Linked DNA regions of Mus musculus: region 1 is linked to region 2. The links are chromatin contacts, called in public capture Hi-C maps. All regions are on one chromosome and are shown on one strand. The core of a region is the stretch at or near the end of the contact, and the rest is flanking DNA. Distances in the headings are between cores, read along the strand shown.

What was found. Capture Hi-C pulls out chosen DNA fragments and counts their contacts.
Region 1: a contact with region 2 is called in a capture Hi-C map of embryonic stem cells, with 3 times the contacts expected there. The contact joins two enhancer-like sites. A contact is called at or near these places in 1 of 115 datasets of contacts at active chromatin or transcription factors (embryonic stem cells) and 1 of 9 other capture datasets (embryonic stem cells).

Annotation. Positions count from the first base shown.
Region 1 is chr17:79,967,510-79,970,564 of GRCm38.p6, forward strand. All of the region lies in intron 2 of Gm41625 (a long non-coding RNA gene), which reads right to left. Among named protein-coding and RNA genes, the nearest start is that of Gm41625, 13 kb to the right of the region's middle. Within about 2 kb of position 1,637, at least 26 of the 459 cell types and tissues checked have an H3K27ac peak or open chromatin away from gene starts, as enhancers often do. A contact at or near this core is called in embryonic stem cells, where this site is marked.
Region 2 is chr17:78,894,276-78,897,490 of GRCm38.p6, forward strand. It overlaps Sult6b1 (sulfotransferase family, cytosolic, 6B, member 1), which reads right to left. Exons shown (of 7, transcript NM_001163625.2): 4 at 268-394. Among named protein-coding and RNA genes, the nearest start is that of Sult6b1, 11 kb to the right of the region's middle. Within about 2 kb of position 1,551, at least 27 of the 459 cell types and tissues checked have an H3K27ac peak or open chromatin away from gene starts, as enhancers often do. A contact at or near this core is called in embryonic stem cells, where this site is marked.

The DNA.
Region 1 (3,055 bases), core at 387-2,886, 1.1 Mb after region 2:
AGGCAGTGGTCCAGCTATTGTGCTGCTTAAGGCATATTTAAATATAAAGTCTGCTTGTGTGTCTTTCACTGGGGACCATAAACCACTGAGGCAGGAAACAACCTCACACAAGGATTTATTTATAAATATTAATTCTACACAGTTGTTCCACTCTCCCCGGCTGCCCTCTGATAATGCCCCTGTGTTTGTCAAGGGTGGAGGGTTCAACATGGAGTCATGTTCCCTGTAGCGCTCACTCTCAGAGACCGAGTGTCTGTCTTTCTTCGACCCAGAGTTCCAGCAAGTTAGCTTGGAACCAAAGCAAACCGCAGAGATCTATTCCACGGATGCTCTGTGAAATACTCACTCATCGCCACCCCTTCCCCCTCCCCCTGACATCCCTGCCACATCCCCCTCCCCACTGTACCAGGAGATGGGATCAGAAAACTGCACTGCCTTCCACCCATGCAAAACTCTCAGCTCTCTTTCTGCTCCTCCCGTCTCCTTTCCCTATGCTAAATGGCTCAGGCAAATTGTGCCTGTATGGAATCATAGTGGGGTAATGTAGTTTGCCTTATAATCTGTAGTACAGCCCTGTTTGGTGTATGTGTGCGGATGTCTTGCTATACAGCCCTGACTGACCTCAAGCTTAAGGTAGTCCCCCTGCCCATGCCTCCTAAGTACTGAGCCTACAGGTAGGCATCACCGTGTCTGGCGTGATACCATCTCTTTAGCATTTTCTAATCTACTAGCCAGTTGACTACCCATTCATTCCCTTGCCTTTATAATTCCAGCTCACTTAAGTACACAGTCAAACCTTGAAAGGCTCCTAGACGAGACCCAGGCAGGTCTATGAAGGGTATCAACCCCATGCCAGTTTCTAATGCTCAGCATGCCAGAGAGGTACCAGGGACCTAGAAAAGTACTTGCTGATCAGGTTCTTGCTTCTGGCTGTCTGCAGGACACAAAAGCTTGCCCCTAATGTCCTGCCTAGATCTAGGCTGTCCCAGATCATCCTGCATTGGCTTTAAAGTGTGTGGTTTCCCAATCCTATGTGAACCCGGCCACCAGGCTCTGCACTCCTGCCAGACCCCCATTGCAGTTATTGCTAAGCCTTGCCTGAGAGTCACATGCCCACTGGACTTCACACGTTGGGCCAAGACTCCCATCATTCCTCCTCACTGGTGCTTTATTATCCTGGTTGTCATGTTGGTGGGCTTTGGAGCCAACCCAAGAGACACATCTCCGGGCTTGTCTGTAAAGAATTACCAGAGATCAGCTGAGGTGGACAGACCCACCCTGGATACCGCTGGCCTTGTTCCTGGTGCCTCACCGGGTAGAATCGGATTCAGTAAAGTGACAGAAAGGAACGGAGCTCATGCATTCGCCTCTCCCTGTGTCCTGACTACATGGGGCGATGTGGCCAGACACCTCCCACTCCTACCTCCACGCCTTCCCTCAAACCATGAGACAACAGAAACTTCCTTATCATGTTGTGTTAGCGGGTGTTTTTGTCCCAGCTACAAGAAAACGATAATAAATCCTTGACACCCTAATCTAAAAAGCAATTCTTCCACCCCCTGCCTTAGCCCAGAATCTGTCCCCAGCTTGCACAAGGGAGGAGTTAGGCACTGTGCAACCTCACTGCACCCAGTGAGCTTTTCCAGTCTGGCTACTCTCCTCACCCTGACTAGTACTTGCCACTAAGATGCTGGCATGGCTCCACGGCTACCCCACTGAACTACCACAGTACCTGGGGTCATGGCTTGCTTCCACTCTCTACCAATGTGGGGAGCTAGGTAGAAGGGCAAAATAATGGCAGATACCATGCCATCTCTACGACGGGCTCAGCATCAAACAAAAAGGCAAGCAGTGGCCATTGGGTGCAAGAGACACAGCTGGGGAATGGGATGGCAGACCAGCCTCCCTCCCCAGGGCAACATCTGGGTCTGCCTCTGTAAGGACTCAAAAAAGAAAAGAGAAGACTTGCATACAGGGCTCCCAAGCCAGGGACCCAGGCTCCCTACCGTTTCCACACCTACTCCCATAACTCATGAGTTTATCCAGTTTCTCTGCGGTCTCTCTGCCCCTCCTCAACCAGGAAGTGATTATACTAAGTAGATTTTGGTTTTGAATGGCTTTGACCTTGTGAGGCCTTCCGTTCTCCAGAACTGGTTTTTTTCTGAGAGTCTGTGTTCACTTTTAATCCAATCAGCGAAGGTGGAGTTGAGTTTACTCCTGCTGACTTCTAATCCTCCAAGACAAAACGAAAATATATGCAAAATGTATGAGGAAATGGTAAAGTATAGTACACACCATTCCCCACCCCCACCCCCAGCAAAGGGGGAATTCTCAGAGGCTGGAGGGGTTGGGGGAAGGGCGGCAGGGCCTTCATCTGACGGGAAGTCAGATAGGTAACTCTCAGGCAAGAAGAACCACCTAACACTCAAAGACTTGACCCTGTGTTTGCTCAGAGCAAATGCATTTCAAGCGAGGGCTGTCAAAGGAGAATGCGTTTGCAAGCCAGTTGAAATTTAAAGTAAACCTCAGCAGGTCAATGAGAGGCCTTCCCTAAAAAGGCAGTCAGACTCCCAGCAACCGCGCTTCGGAAACTCTGATAGTGTCCTATGCTGTCCAAAAGGCTCTCGCGGTTTTAACTCCAAATAGGCTGGCACACAAATAGGAAGTGGAAAACTTGGGGAGTTGGGATGATCGGATCCTACTTGGACATATGGGAAAGCTTGAAGAAACACAGTATATGGTAGCAACTGAGAAAAAAAAAAACGAGCTCTGAGGGTTGCACTGCAGTGTGAAAGAGGCTTAGAATGGACACGCTATGGTCTCAGCAGGTCCACACCTGTCAGTCCTGCTGGTGATGCCCAGGAGAGGGAGGGGGCAATCAGGAGAGAGAAGTCCTCTCTTCACTACTGCTATCCAACACCATTCGAGACTATTAAGGCACCATGTTCCCAAAGATCTAAGTCTTCTGATACCACACGAGACTCCAATCCCTTTTGTTGGCGTCTCAGCAAGCACTGGCTTTAGATAAGATTATTTTTAATTCTTTCCATTATGA
Region 2 (3,215 bases), core at 301-2,800:
TAATTTTATGGTTGGGGGTCATCACAGTATGAGAAACTGTATCAAAGGGTCTCAGCGTTAGGAAGGTTGAGGACCACTGTGCTAGAGTCTCCTTGAAACCAGAGATGCATCAGTAGCTTGGGTCATGAAACCACTGCTGCAGCTGCTGCAAAACCTCCTATAAATGTAAACTTCCCATTCCAAGATCTTCACAAATCTTATTTCTTTACATTTTCACATTTATGGATTCACCTGTTGAAGATGAAATTCTCTTATCAACAGTCATACCTTGTCCCTTTATGAATTGCCTGAAGAATTCATCCCATGAGGCATAGCTGGGAATATCGGGGACATCATTATGAAAATGAAAAAAGGACACCGCTGTATCCTTAGGGTTTCGAAATATCACCAATATCTAGAGAACAAGAACGAAGTTAGTTTATGGAGCTTTGTATTGCAGCATGGAAGAGAGAAAGGGTGAACAGCATCATAACTGTATTGATACAGAGAGCAAGAGGAACCATGGTAAATCACAGATGGGGGAAGGAAGAGGAAGGACAGAAGAGTGGTACTGAGAGGACCTTTGCTAATAATGACCACAAAAAGGCAGACGTAGAAGACACTAAAAGGAAAAACAGAACAATTCCCCTAACAGAATCAAGAAGGATAGATTTGAAAGGTAAAATCCCAAATAAAGCAAAAGATTGCAAACTAATCTTTAAGGTTATAGACATGAGGTGCCGAGGCGGTGTGTGTCTGTGGAATGCAGATGGGGTTGGACCTCTCATTCCCGCGTCTGTTTTCTCCAGTGACCTCCGATGCCCTTTGGATGAAAAGTGTGAAAGGAGAACAGTAAAGAGCAAACTGAGTCTTAAGGGGACCCAGGGATTGTGGGAGAGAACCCAGGGATTGTGGGAGAGGACCCAGGGATTGTGGGAGAGGACCTAGGGATTGTGGGAGAGGACCCAGGGATTGTGGGAGACAACCCACAACCCAGGGATTGTGGGCAAGGTCCCAGGGGTAGTGGGAGAGAACCCAGGGATTGTGGAGAGAACTCAGGAATTGTGGGAAGAGTACATGGCTGCTCCGCGTGCCTGGAGGAAATCAGATGCATCCTGGCATCCTGTTTCAAACCTATGACAACTGAGCATCGGGTTGAACACAGAGACTATATAGCAGAAGCAGGATAAGGCAGAACAGATGTCATGTAACTTTCTGAAAAGGGGAAGACGACCCTCCCACCCCCACACCCCCAACCCTGGAAATTTCTTGACTAAATATATTTGAGGCCCTTGTAAGAAGCAGCTGAACCCAGCAGGGGGCAACACCAGCCCTCTGCAGAGTCACTGAGGAGGCTGCTCCTCAAGTGGTTTTGGCCGATTTCCAGAGCTTTTCCGGACTTAAGATTTTCTGTGAAAACTGGAAGGCAACAAGCAGAAAGCAATAGCAGCTCCGTCCTCAAATGCAAAGGGCCTAACTGACTCGTGGAAACGGACCTCGGGACTTTCAAACTGGGGTGGGAGAAGGGTCATAGCTAACAACCGAGAGGCTGGGAAGAGAAGAGCTCCTAGCTTTTCTTTCATCAGATTACAGTTCTATGCAAAGCATTGCCAGACCTGCTCTATGAACTCTCCAATCAAAGGGAGGAGAAAATAAACGTTTTTTTTTTTTTAAAGCATCTTTAGGAAGTATCTACTAAACTGGTAAATATGGCTAATTCTAAGACACCCAGTACCGAGCTTGGGAGCAGCTTACTTTCTGTGTCTGTTCATTGAGAATCCTACACGCATACTCTTAGGTTTTTCTTCTCTTCTTGAAGGTTTTGCGTTCTACTAAAAATATCTCGATTTTGTTATTATTATTGTTTAAGGCAGGGTTCCACTGTTGCCTGGCCTGGAATTTGCTCTGTCCATGGCACCTGCCCCCGTCTCCTGGGTGCTGGGTGCCACCATATTAAAATATCTTCAATAAAATCTCCAACTTTGCATTGTACTGACCAATCCTAAACTACTTTACTGCATCAAAGTCACAAATCCTGGTTAGGCCTGAGTCAGGCTCCCTACAAGATGAGAGGAAAGCCTCACTCATGCTGCTGAAGATGTGAGGGTCGAGCAGCAGTTCTGTCCTCTCACTGCTGACGTGCCTGCCACAGAGATACTTGAGCATTAACTGAACCGTCCATAATAGCAATGAAATGAAGCCAGCCCAGACGGCCATCAACAGATGAATGAATGGATGTAGCAAACGTGGTTCACAGTGGAACTCCATTGAGCTGTAAAGGAAACTGAAGTCACTGACAGTTTGCAGGAAGATGGGAGCAACTGGGAAGCACGTTAAGTAATTCAAGCCAGATTAATATAAAGAGCACATACTTTCTCACATATGTTCAGAATCTATAACTGAGTGTGTATGTATGTGAGAGTGTGTGCGTGTGTGAGTGTGAGAGTATGTGAGTGAGCATGTGTATGTATATGAGTGCGTGCAAGTATGTGTGGATGTGAGTGTGTGTGTATGTGTGTGTGTGTGTGTATATGTGTGTGTGTAGATCGATCATGAAAGTAGAAAGGGGACCATGAAAAGGAAGAAGAGACCTCACGGGAAGGGGGAAGATGGAATCCGTGTGATAGGAAGGCAGAAGGGACCCACACAAGTGGGGGTAGAAGGGAGGGAGGAGTGGGGGAAGCAGAGTCTTGCCTTGTCACTCCTGATGTTAGATATTTAAACAAATGGAAAGAAGAGTCAAGGCAACAAGAATTCTGTCTGGTGATGCAATGGTGCCTATTTTATGTGAAATTCTGAAATAATACAGTTGCAGATGTCACCAGAAAAAAAATTCTTCTGAAGTAGTAAGATTCTAAAGCCTATCAATTGTAAAACCAATAAACTAATAATAAACTAATAAACTACACATTTCCTCTTATGTATGAGGAATGCATTTGACTTAAATGGAAACATAGCAAAACATCCAAAGAAAGAAATGATAAAAGAAATACTATATTTTACATTTCACATATTCACATCCCACAATTACTAGCAAGTTCACACCAATATCCAATAACTATGGGGTTGAAGATGTAGCTCAATGGTAGGGTTCTTGCTGAGCACGTGTGAGGCTCTGGGTTTGACCTCTAGCACTGCCAAAACTCGAGGTCAAAGTTCCAGAGAAATCAAAGGGTAGCCTGTATGTATACATCAAAGTTTCCAATTCAGCACATACATGATACACACGTATACAC